3 separate regions of the Zea mays genome follow, and regions 1 and 2 are each linked to region 3. The links are chromatin contacts, called in public Hi-C maps. All regions are on one chromosome and are shown on one strand. Each heading gives the region's core, a stretch centred on a gene start, on an enhancer-like site or on the middle of the called end of the contact. The rest is flanking DNA. Distances are from core to core; before and after follow the strand shown. Region 1 has its middle 28 kb from the start of LOC103637126. Region 2 holds the start of LOC100284059 (coronatine-insensitive protein 1). Region 3 holds the start of LOC103635584.

Region 1 (4,122 bases), core at 1,600-4,099, 690 kb before region 3:
GGGACCAACCCGACATTGTGTGAAGAAAGGGGAGTTTGGAAGAGAAAAATGAGATGGAATGGTGTGTGGAATGAGCTCCACCCGGGTAGGGGTATATATAGAGGGATTGGGGATGAAATTTGTGATTTTTTGCAATTTTTTTCGAATTTTTTGGACTCCAAACGGTCAAAAACGGCTAGTTGCAACGGCTAGCACACGTGGACCAATCAGATCGCGACACGTGGACCAATCAGATCGCGCCACGTCGCTCTCGCCCGCGCTCTCGCCCCGCCAGTGCCTCGCCTCCCTCTCGCCCGGGCGGGCGCTCCAGCGCGGGCGAGAGCGAGGCGATACCGCCCGCTCTCGCCGGGCGCGAGCGCCATCGCCTGTTGCCGGCCTCTCGCCCGCCTCTCGCCTGCGCGTGGGCGGCAGCGGCCTTTTCTTGCCCGCGCTGCCGCCCGAACTGTCACCAGCCTCATGCTTCCAAGTTCCAACCTAGCTGCCGTCTACCGCAATCTAGGTGTCACCGCCATCCTAACTCTCTGTTTCTTGTTTCCCGACTGCCAGCCACCTCCGCAAGACAATCAACTCGAATGACTTTGCTGATGAAGAAGCGACCTAGGCTCCGTTGTTCTTCATCATCGTGTCAACCTTCAGCACGCCAGCTCCTCCATCGATGGGGCGTCGATGGCTTAGACCTTGACGGACCAAGATCCTGACGGCTCACCGCAGGGTCGATTTCCGGCAAGACAAAGGGACGGTCCATAAAGTTGTCTGAAGATGCGGGACAATGTGGTGTTCTCCAAGATAAAGGACTACCGACCTAGTAGCCGGACTAAAGAAAATGCCATTTATATTATAGAATTAGAACTCTTCTTTCTTAGCCGAATAGGACTCGACTTCCTCAATAGAGTGTGCTTTGCTCTGAGTCAGCTCAGGGTTGGCGGAACCGCGGAAGGCAGAAGGACACGGTTACTTCATCTTGATCACGGAGCGATGTTGTTGGAGAAGGTAGCGTAGCTGCAATCATAGTTGGTCGAGTAATTAAATGGAGTAGGCCTATTAAATATAGAAGAACCATCATCATATTCCAAAAGGGAAACTTATTGAACGTTTACCCTAAAGACTTTTTGCTAGGACTTGGGTCCCCTAAAGACTTTCTTCTATTCTCTACCGTCTTATTAGTAGCAACATCTTGCTTTCCCTTGCTCATGGTGGCTCTAGCATTCCTTCCCATTGTGTAGATGTATGTGTTGTCATTAACATGCATCAATGAAGATTACTTTTGACCAGTCGCCTCAGCATCTCCTCTCCTGGCAGTCAGATGGCAACGGAGCACCGACGACTGAACTGACCGCCGCCGCAAGCGACGGCGTGCCGGGGCATCGGTCGCTATCGCCAAACAGGCAGTGTGCCATGGCGGCACCAGCAGGACCCGGACCGGACCGGACCGGCAATTCAGCACCAGGTACGTTTTACGTAGCCATCGCCGTAGTAGCCGCCAGGGGACCGACCTCCCCAGTTGCAACCATTACAAAACGCACGCACCTGCCTGCGTGCCTTGGAATTAATCTAGCAGGGCGGGGGCGCAATTAACACCCCTTCCCAAGCAAACATACGCTAGCTGATTGTTTCTGCAAAAGGAGGAACGGAAGAGGGACCATCCGATTGTTTTTGTTCTCTGCGCAAAGTTGAAACTGGGGACGCACTACGCAGCACATGCGCCCATGGCGGCCGGCGCGACGACGACGACGAGGGACGAGGCCAGCATGCCACGATAGACTGATGAATGGGGAACACCGGGGGAGTAAAAACAATTGCGTCGTCGTCATGGGCATTCAGGAGGCGCAGCAAGTCTGGCCAATACTGGCGTGCTGATGGTTCGCCCTCTACCGGGGTTCTTTCAAAGATAAGCATATCTATCTATCAGGGGAAAATATCCTGTGCAATCATATATATTGGTGCAAGCGTGCAATCAAGCGGTTTGATGCATCTAATCTAGATCTAATGATGACTGTTATTTTATATTTAACCCCTTCCACCTAAAACATAGTACCTATTTTACTTTTAACCCTTCCATATGAAACCGTTGGATCTAGATTGGATGCTCTGGATAGTTTGATTGCACGCTTGCACCAAAATGATTGATTGCAAAGGATATGTCCTCATCTATCAGCGAGGACTGATTTGACGATCAGAAAAAAACGAAAACGAAGGGGACTGCAATTATTGACAGTGTAAGAGTTGACGCAACTGCACGTAGTAGTACTGTTCAACAAACAAATCAAATAAAAAAATACATAATCATGTACATGATAGCTCAAATATAGAAAAATAAACAGATAAAATTGACATAATGTAGTTCGAAGTTACTAATCACAAGGATATTATACAACCACTAATACAGTTTTTTTTTAAAAAAAATCAGCAGCATATTTCTTTTAGATATAATACGCAAGTCCACAAATATATAACAGATAATAGATAGTTGGCATTTAAATGTTCAATACTTTCACATCACCAAATGAAACAACTAATGGATATATTGTGCCCCCATACGGTAAAGCAATCAATTCGAGAAGAAATATACAATACGTTGTTCACCACGCGAATTATAGGGGTACCTTTTTACGTCAATTTGGCTAGCGGGAGTATTCTCGGCCGATTAATTTCATAGCCCATGTTAAGGTTTCTCCAATTTTTAAATACCTTTTGTCTCATGTTTCCATGCCCTCTAGTGTAACAAAAAAAAACAATTTGCAAATCTCTCGTGTCATTTGTTTGTTTGAAGTGCGAACACACGTACGTAATGGGCCATCCGTCATTGGGCCAGCAGGCCGATAGCGCAATGCGCCAAGGCAGAAGACGAAGTGCAGACGCTGGCCCGGGTACCCGACCGTCGGATACCCATATCCGATATGAGATATACGGATAGTTACTGGGTACTATGATTTTATATCCTACCTGTATCCAAATGGTTATTATGCGAGTAGTAACCGTATCCATTCTGGTAACAAAAATAACTGTATCCATATCTGAAAATTCGTGTTATTTCACTACCTGTATCTAGTATCCGATCCAGGTACCTGTCCCGTTTTCAACCCTAATCTTGCAGCTTCGTTTATAAGAGACGAACCGGTGGTGAAGTGAAAGTTGTTTCCCGTCCAATTTGATTTTTGTTTAGGAAGCCGTGATGTGCAGGGACATCCTTCTGACGATGGTATATGGAAGAAAGACCATCCAAAAAGCCCTCTTCTCACACCGATAAGGGTCACGAAACGTTGTGAGGATTGCAAGTCGGTGAAGGTTTCGATGTTCAAATTCTACCTAGAATCTATCACTAGTACAAAGAAGCTCTATAGAGGCAGTTCACAACCTATTTTTGCTAGTGTTTTCCAGAACCGTAAGCGCTAGTGGCCAATGGAAATAAATCTTTCCACTGACAGGTTTTTAAGTTCTTGGAGGAGAAGAAAGGGTATTTATACCAGAAATGTCACCCATGGCGGTTTGATTAATGAACCGCATGTGAAAATAGATTTTTATTGACGGTTAACTTAAAAAACCGCCAGTGAAACCGTGCATTTTCACAGGTGGTTCTCTTAATAAAACCGTCAGTGAAAAACACATTTTTACCGACAGTTTGTCTGTGAATATGCATGGTTTTCGCTGGTGGTTTTTTTTAAGTTAACCTTCAGCGAAAATGTGTTTTCACTAGCGGTTCTGTAAGTCGAGGCTACTTGTTGGGGTCTGTTTCTCTGCCGAAGATCCTCAGGATGAAGAAACCGTTTGTAATTTATTTTGACAAAGATACATCAAAGGAACTGAGTGCCGAAGCTGTGACAGACACGCAAGAAATACATCGAAGCTTCGGCAAGAACTAAAGCTTCATCTTAAGATGATCACGAAGGTCATACATGAAATCAAGACAGCAATAAAAAGACATGTTTATCCTTGATATTTGTATTAGAGCAATGTATAGATATCAGGGTCATAATTGTAATTTTGTTTGGACCGCGTCCCATGCCTATAAATAGATGAACAGTACCCACATATTGTTCATGCTTTTATTGGAAGGCTGTACTAGCATTCTCTCCTTCGAGCAAGCCGAATATACAAATATAATATACAACTTGTATCACTTTA
Region 2 (4,482 bases), core at 278-2,777, 580 kb before region 3:
ATCCCTGTCCTGACACCTAAAATCTGCATGTCAAGGGGGTGATCAGGAAACGCAAAAGCTCCTAGCAGAATACAGAAAAACGATAGACATATGCCATGTTTACATGTTGCTTGGGAATTTTGTTAGAATTTTAGAACTAGGAGAATCACAGAAGTTCAACTCAACTAGTCGATAGTATCCTTGTTTTAATTGGAATTGCATTAAATATTGCCAACAATCCATGCTACACGTAAATTTGGGGCCATTTAAAGACTCCTTTTCTGGTAGATCCATCCAAAGACAAAACACAGCCTAATCTTCAATAGCTCCCTTATTTGATTCCCTGCTCTCAGTGGTTTGCTCGATGACTCAACTTTTCTTTATAATATAATATATATCGAGTAAGGCATCGCATAATCAAATTATTGACAATCAACACCATCAATTAAACTTTCTTTTTTGGAGAAACCTGCAGCAGAAGCCACGAATTGTAATGATACAGGTTTGAAGATGCACTCCTACGACTTCTGCTTTGATCTTCTATGCTTAGGACTTAGGATTAGGAGTTAGGATGTGTAATCATTTGAGAGCAGCCAACCCAATTTTGTGCGCCAGATCTCAAGCCTGCTTTTCGGTAATAACTTTCCCCAAGGTACCACAAGTTTCTACTTGCAGAAAGTGACGCTCGGTTGGGTGCTATACTGCTATGGCTAAACCGTTACGGGGAATCAACGACTAAACAGTACCCCTTCTCCTTGCCACCATTCCCAGTAACCCCAATTCGATCTTACTTGCTCCACACCCAGATCGGAGCTAAAAAAGAGCAAGAGAATCGAGGAGTACGAGTACCTGCAGGAGCGGGCAACGAGGCGGAGTCCATGAGTGGAGAAGCCGGTGCACTTATCGAGCTTCAGCTCCTGCAGCATGTGCCCCCTGGCACGGACGAGCTCGGCGAGGTCGTCGTCTGTGACGACCATGCGTCGGAGGTGGAGCGCCTTGAGGCACTCGAGCGGCGCGGCGAGCTCGGTGATCCACGGGCGGGCGTAGGCGCCCCAGTCGTCGGGTATGAGCCCGTACATGGCCGCGCGGGGCTTCCCCTTCACCGCGAGCGACTCGAGCCGCGGGAACCGCGCGAGCAGGCGTGCCGGGGAAACGGCGTAGCAGAAGGGCACCGTCACGTGCTTCCGCGAGAGCGCGTCGACGCGGTGCCACCGGTGACACACCAGCGACGCGGCCTCCCGGTCGCGCGGGTCCTCGACGAACCCCATCACGAGTTGCAGCATCTCCTCGGGAACCCAGCCGCCGTCACCGCCGCCGATGCTCAGCGCCCGGGTCAGCCGCCGCGGCTCCGGCGCCTCCCCACCCATCGATCCCGATCGGACTGCGGACGGATCAGGCTAGCTCGCAGGCTCCGCTAGCTTTCTACCGCAGCAGCTCCACGTCGGCTCGACAACGATCTGCTCCAGCGAGGGGCGGAGACATGGGATTCCCTCCTCTGCTCCCACTCGCCCTGATTCGGTAGTGCTTGAAGCTGCAGCAAGCAGGGGTGGAGAGAATTATTGGAGGGAGAAGAGAGAGTGGAGAGGAGGACCAGGTGGGGTGGGGATTGGGGAAGCGGCGTTTACTTCAGCGCGATCCAGCTGAGGATGCCAAGCCACGTCGGCAGGGGACCGGGGTGGGGAATTTGCTCGGCGCACACGGACGCACGGCACGGACACACACTCTGTCGCCGGCGGTCTGGTGTCTAGTGTCCTGGCTCGAGTTGGACTGGCTTGGTGGAAACAATTACATAATACTGTACTACAGTTTATTTACTATAATAGTTTTTCTCTAAAAGCTATTTTTAGCTAACTTCACAGTAAACTAAAAATACTAGCTCTTTCTTTTTTTTTCTTTGCTACAATTTTCAAAAGAAAATGTTTTACCAATGTTTAATAAATAAATTTGACTCTATTGATAAAGCTGTTTTTAAAGACAAAACCAACAAAATCTAATTCATCAATGAAGCAGAACCACGGATCCGGATGCTAAGAGCAGTTGTACCATGTGAGCGTTAGATGAAGGCTATCATTGAGCCTGTTCAGTTGTGTTTATTTCTAATTACCTACTGTTGTATGCACAATGTTCCATGAAACGGCTTTTAGTCAGAACCGTTGTACTGCCATGCTGTAGAATTCAAGCGAACGGGATGATTCGGCTTGTACTTTTGAGCTACTTTAGTCATTCATAATGGTGTGTCAACATGCTATCATAAGATGATGGTGTTGGGACCCATCTTACACCAAACGCCGGAAAAAACGGTGTTCTCTGCAAGAGCGCGGATAGTCTGCGGCCCTGCACTGGACAGTCCACGACATCGCTGCAGGAGCAGCTTCTCCCTATATGCGTGTCGAACGCACCACGCCTGAGGTTTTTGAACGGTTCATGCGTGCGTAAAGAGTCTTTTTGTTGAATTATTAGATATTTTTCAGATTAAATTCTGAATATAAATCATGACCAAATCAAAAGAACTGAAGTATAAAATCAAATCAAATGATGCGTACTGATCAGACATACTGGTAAATAACGCGGGCCGGAAGCAGCAGGGTCGACGACGTCGAAGCAGCGGGGCCGATGACGTCGAAGCAGCAGGGTTCGACGACAAGATCGCGAGCAGTCGCGTAAGGACGCTTCCCAAAAACCTTATTCGCCCTCTCCCGGTGCAGGATCTCGAAGGCGAAGGGTTCCGGAGACCTGCCCTCCCGAGCGCAGATGCACGTCGGCGGTCGGGATGAAGAGAACTACGATGGCGGCGCAGTTGTGAGTAGAGGCGAAAATTAGGATGAGTTTGATGTTGGCTGCCAGGCGCCTTATATAGGGCCGAGTCCGCGAACCGATAACTATCTGTGATCCGATCTGCATGCGAACAGCCAAGCAACCAAAAAATAAAATGGCAAAAGGAAGTCGCGCCCCCGCAAGGCGAGGGGCCGGATTTCGACGGACCATTCACGAGCATGTCGTGCCCCCGCGCCCCGCCCCGCCCCGGCCTGGCCAGGCGATCGAGCGCACGTGTGGTTCTCCACACTCTCTCCTCTCATTCATGACTTGGTGAGTGAGTGTAGCCTCCATATTTAAACTAGTTTCACTCCACTTAGACTAGCAATATGGTACTAATTGTTCCACCATTTCCTAGCCATACCCATACATAGGCTTTTGAGATTTTTCTAGGATTTAATTGAATTTCTCAATTGGGCCTAGCCCATAAATCCAACAATCCCCCACCAGATCTCAAATGTTCACCTGCAGTTTTGCCACTGTTCAATAATGTTTAATATACTAGTGTTTCAGCAGAGACTGTTAAGTTGAACTTCCGCCTAGAACTCCAAGCTACACCAACCCACAACTTAGACAATGGACTATGCCTTGAATTGCAAGTTTTGTGTGAATGGTTTTCACTTAAAGCCATAACCAGTACCTGGCTACCAGTAGTCCCCTTCTCGGGTGGAGCATATACGTCGTACTCCAAGGTCTCTTCATGAGTTTACTAGAGATCACCCTGATTTCATATACTACGACGTTAGACAGTCTAACTCATATAGGTGTGTTCTTTCAAGAATGTTATGCAGGACAACATCTTCGCTAATAAAAGACAACAAAACACATTAAGGCACAAAGCCAACCTGCCTTACAACATTTGAGAGTATTGCATCTTTACTTAGAGAGGGTCAAAGGTTACTCTCCTAAATTCACCAATGGATTGTTCTTCCCAGGACCTAATTCACGGGATCTCCAATCACATAGACTGGGTTTCCACCATGGAAACTTATACAGGTCTCATACTCATCTCTCTCGATGCGATTTCTATCACATTACCTGGTAGTCCCTTTGTATACAATGAGAATATAGTTGATCTCCCTATTTTATGTGCCATATATTCATCATAACAAGAGCATACCTATAAGTAAGAGTGATTAGTTAAAATGGTACTAAAATGGAATATGCATCATGTTGATGTCTTATTTTGTGTGCATTTTGTGAAAATATAAAATAATGTAAAAAGAAATATATTAAAGTCCAAAGTGGAATTTAAAATCTAAAAAGGAATTCTAGAATTTAAGAAAAGAGAAGCACTAATAATCACCAAATGAATATTAAATAGGTAAATTACCCCTACCATGTGTAAGAGGAACATTTTATGAGAAAACAAATGTGCTAAGAAGTTTAAACTTGAATGGGAATTTAAATTATGAAGTTGAAAATTAAAAAGAAAAGAAAAGGAAAAGCAAAATATAAAAGAAAAGGGGGAAGCGCTTGAATGGGCTAGAACCTCGCTTTTGGCCCACCCATAGAAACGCACTGCGCGACCCATTGTGCCTGCACTCTCGCGCGCGCCGCTCGCATGACAGACGGGGTCCACATGTCAGACTCCTTACCCGCGCGCGCTACTACCGCAGGCACTGACCCACAGGGCCCACTGGACAGCCGTTCGTCCGTGCCCGGGCGACCAAATCGTTACGCTGCGCT
Region 3 (4,376 bases), core at 132-2,631:
ACGGACAGCATGAGCACCTTGCTGGCCTGATACATTCTGATCTTCATCCATTATAAAAAACACTGAAAAAATGGGAATGAAAAAAACATGAGGGCACAAACACATGGTACAGATCTCATAACCAAAAATTGCTAATCAACAAACTAAAACACACAGTACAAAAATAGGAACAAAAAATAGTTGCAATACACACTAATGCTGCACACATACATTAGTACTGGGACAGAATTGCAACATGCGACATAAGCCAGTTGCAACAAGACTGCTAAAAAAATTACTACTGGGACAGTTGCAACAGGGAATTTAAACAAATAACTAGTTGTATACGAACACAGTTATAAAAGACAGGAATAATGTACGTGGGTTGAAAGTAAAAATTATACAGTTGCAACACACATTAGTACTGGGACAGAATTGCCACATGCGCCATAAGCCAGTTGCAACAAAACTGCTAAAACAATTACTACTGGGACAGTTGCAAAAGTGAATTTAAACAAATAACTAGTTGTATACGAGCACAGTTATAAAAAGACAGGAATAATGTATGTGGGTTGAAAGTAAAAATTATACAGTTGCAACTTATGTGATGGACCAGTTGCAACTTATGTGATGGACCAGTTGCAACAAAAGGTACACTGCAGTTACAAAAAAAGTAGAAACATCTGAGTATAGAACAGAAACTGCTTATTCAAAATGAAATGTATCCGCATAAAATACAACAATTAATAATTTCAATCAACGAATAATACTAGTTGCAACACTTGGGGAAAAATGGGGTTTACCAGTCTATCACCGAAAATAACAAAACAAATACAAAAAATGGGAACAGAGAAACGGCAGAGAGAGCGGATGCGCTTACACGGCGGGCGCGCGCGCAGACTACTCCGGCGCGGGCGACGTCTCCGGCGAGCAAACGATTCTGACGGGATCCGTTCGCGGAGAAGTGTGGAGGCGGATCCGTTCGCGGGATGGACGAAGACGGGAATGGGAGCGAGCGCACAACGGCTATGGCGAGGGCTACGTCGCCGGCGAAGAGAAATATTGAGCCGTTCGCGGAGAGCCTATGAAGTGGAAAAGGCACAGTCGGGGCGAGGAAGTGAAAACGCGCAATAGAGGAGGGGGGAAGTCGTCGGTACGGCTGCGTCGGTTCGGCTCTGTGGAGCGGTTGGATCGGACCATGTGCACCTGGGCGCGTAAGTTGGGCCTGGGTGCATTCTCTATAATGAATGCACCCAGGTGTAATATATATAAACAGTATATATATATATATATATATATATATATATATATATATATATATATATATATATATATATATATTAAGGAGTAGTAAAGAGTAGTATAGATATAGATGCATGTATTGGCCCTAAAGAAAAATAGGGGCTACCGCTCTGACCCAACCCATCAACCACTTCGCCTTAGCGTGAAGTCGTGAACTCTGTTCATAGTCCAGGGCCGCCGCCTCAGCGTGGTCTTGTACAATGGCGGAGGATTCTGGCGCCATCCTCCGCCACATCTCCTCCGTCAAGGATATGGTCGACAAGGTCTAGCATCCACTGATCTCCCCCTCTTATGTACACTTGTCTGCTTCCGTTCTCTCTACTCGCCAGTGTAGAATGAATTGACTGAGGGGGCAGTGAGGTTGCTGCGCCGCCCAGCCCGACCCGGCTGGACTCCTCCTGGATGAATCGCTTCGCGTGGAGTCTGCTGGAATCACCACCTGCGTTAGTGTTTCGACTCGACTCGAGCTGCAGACAAACGGGTTGGGGTCTTGGGGGTAATATTTGAGAGTTCAGACTTCAGTTGAGTTGAGTCGAGCTACATTGCTTGCCTCTGCGTTTTAGCTGTTGTGTACATCTGACATCTCTGCTCTCTGGTGTTACAGGCCGTGATGCCTTTAGTGGACGTTAGGTATTTCTTTGCCGTTGAAAACTTGTATCATGTTTCAGCATTCTGATGCTGCTATAAAATTGAGCTTTCTAATCAAGACCCGATTGCCCTGCCTAGGCATGTCTGGTGCACTGAACATTTTTTTGGTGATATGATTGGTGTCATATCATATACTTTCATTTAGCATTCAAGGGAAGCCTCTAGGTCACATTAGTTTTCTTGTTAATCACAAATTTATATTTTAAATGAAACTTTGGTTCCACCATTAATTTTCTAGTTATTGCTGAAGTAACATATATCTCAATGCATTGGGAATGAGTAATTAAACTACTAGCTGCACAGCTCAAAATTAATGTGAATGGATGACCAAACTGTTAATTGTCTTGTGTATGGTGCATCTGATTGAGCACAAAATCTTGCTCATGCTTTACCTTATATTATATCATTCTGAGTGATAATGTTTTCATCTATAGAAACTGAATGATGTTATGCTTTAGAAGGAGAGTCATCTGGTCCTTTCCCTTTTGTGAATACAATGTAAGACAGCTGTCGTGGATGATGGGGCTTATGCCTTTATGATAAATCATCTGATGAATGGTATGATGTAAGGGTAACTGATGTGATGTGTGTTGTATTATTTCTATGAAAGCAAATGTATACCTTCTATCTGTGAATTAATAGTAATAACTTGCATACGGAGAGCTGGATTTTCTATTTTCTTGATCCATGTTGAATACTTCTCCGTTTCTTTTTATAATTATTGCATGAATTTAGGGATACAGATCTTTTTTTTTACCAAAATTTAACTTTAGAAAAAATTTCTGATGGTGGAATACAACTTTAGTATCATTGGATTCATATTTGAGAGCCCTTTTGTATGGTATTGATCTTATAGTTATGAACTATATAGTACAAGATATATTAGTGGCCTAATTACAGTGTTCGGGAATGCACCAAGTAAAACCATATCTTTTGTTTTGGATTAGAGGGAATACATGCTTCGTTGTTATATTCAACTTCTTTTGACACTTACCATGCTGTAAGGTTCATTATATCCCCTGAATTAGGTTAACGAAGAGATTGAACAAAACATTACAGTGTTCGGGAATGCACCAAGTCAAACCACATCTTTTGTTTTGGTTTGGAGGGAATACGTGCTTGGTTGTTATATTCAACTTCTTTTGACACTTACCATGCTGTAAGGTTCATTATATCCCCTGAATTAGGTTAATGAAGAGATTGAACAAAACATACAGAAGACCAGGGAAATAGAATCAGAGATAGTGCAACATTCTGAAACCGAAAAGCACTATCTCAACAAGGAGTCTGAGTTGACAAAAGAAGTATCAGTTACTGAGTTTGAACTCAATGGTCTTATCCAAGTGGCTGGTAATTGTTGCTTTGTTTTCCGTTTTCAGCATTGCAAGCATTTGGAAAATAATCTATCTTTAATGTTTTCTCATTGTTAGTTAACTTTCCTTCACATACCTGTATCTTTGTCATTTTTTCAACAAAGATAGGTCTAAAGTTCCTAAAATGTGATTTCCTGTGTTCGCCAAGATATTTTGCACAATTGACATGTGCAACATGTGAATTCAACTTTTACTTTTTATTTGAGTGAAAAAATAATGTCACTTTTCACAACAAGTATAATGACTAACAGTTTAACATGACTAAACAAAGAGTTTTCTTATAGCCACTGGTGAAATGTAGAGAAATTTTACTACACGCCATGGTTTCAAAGGCGACAAGGCAAGCTGGGTCGCCTAGGTGATGCCTAGGCGACAAGACTAGCCCCCCCAAGTCAAGCTGGGCCCACCTGGATGCCTAAATGAGGCCTTTGAGACAGCTGCACGCTCTCTAAACTTCCATTAATATCAGAAGAAGGGGTTATCTTTTATCTTTTATAGGCAACATATTATTCTTCCTTTTTATCAAGTTCACAAATATTGTTGTATGTATGTTTAGAAGGTGTATGTAGCACGGTGGTAGGGAATTTTTTGCATGCAACACTGGTAGGGAATACGACATCCATCCTGAGAGCAACTCCAGTAGTTCTCTAAAAAGTAGCTCCTAAATTCTAGTTTAGGGAGTTTGTAAATAAGATTTGGAAGTAAAAAAAACTTTGATCTCCAATAGTTCCTTATATTTAGGTAGTAAATCAAATTGGAAATCTTTTTGAGGACACAATATTGACCAATGTATTAGTATTATTTTACATTGTATATTAAAATAGACCCAAGCGATTTTTTGTGTGTCACAGTTTAAAAGAGATTTTCAGTTCTATCCTCCAACAGTTTTAATTGGACGCGAAAGTATATCGATACTCTATTCTAGTCAAAGATGGAGAATAAAATTGATTATCTATATCACATAACCTAGGCACGTTCATTACATAAATAACCTAGGCACTAGAATCTGCCAAATGTTAAATATTGTGGAGAGCATATAGCTACCAATACATGATTAAATTAGCAACCCTCCAA

The links. Hi-C and Micro-C count contacts between places; a contact is called where the count stands out from the background.
Region 1: a contact with region 3 is called in a Hi-C map of ear, with 4 times the contacts expected there. The contact joins the enhancer-like site here to the promoter of LOC103635584 in region 3. A contact is called at or near these places in 5 of 25 Hi-C or Micro-C datasets (bundle sheath, ear, leaf and 1 more).
Region 2: a contact with region 3 is called in a Hi-C map of leaf, with 2.5 times the contacts expected there. The contact joins the promoter of LOC100284059 here to the promoter of LOC103635584 in region 3. A contact is called at or near these places in 3 of 25 Hi-C or Micro-C datasets (ear, leaf and tassel).

The regions. Positions count from the first base shown.
Region 1 is chr8:98,771,323-98,775,444 of Zm-B73-REFERENCE-NAM-5.0, reverse strand. No RefSeq gene overlaps it. Among protein-coding and RNA genes, the nearest start is that of LOC103637126, 28 kb to the left of the region's middle. Within about 2 kb of position 2,849, at least 14 of the 20 cell types and tissues checked have an H3K27ac peak or open chromatin away from gene starts, as enhancers often do. A contact at or near this core is called in bundle sheath, ear, leaf and 1 more, where this site is marked.
Region 2 is chr8:98,660,413-98,664,894 of Zm-B73-REFERENCE-NAM-5.0, reverse strand. LOC100284059 (coronatine-insensitive protein 1) reads right to left here and starts at 1,527. Exons shown (of 3, transcript NM_001156957.1): 1 at 829-1,527. The coding sequence starts at 1,346.
Region 3 is chr8:98,080,041-98,084,416 of Zm-B73-REFERENCE-NAM-5.0, reverse strand. It overlaps LOC103635584, which reads left to right and starts at 1,381. Exons shown (of 5, transcript XM_035961736.1): 1 at 1,381-1,544; 2 at 3,117-3,279. The coding sequence starts at 1,482.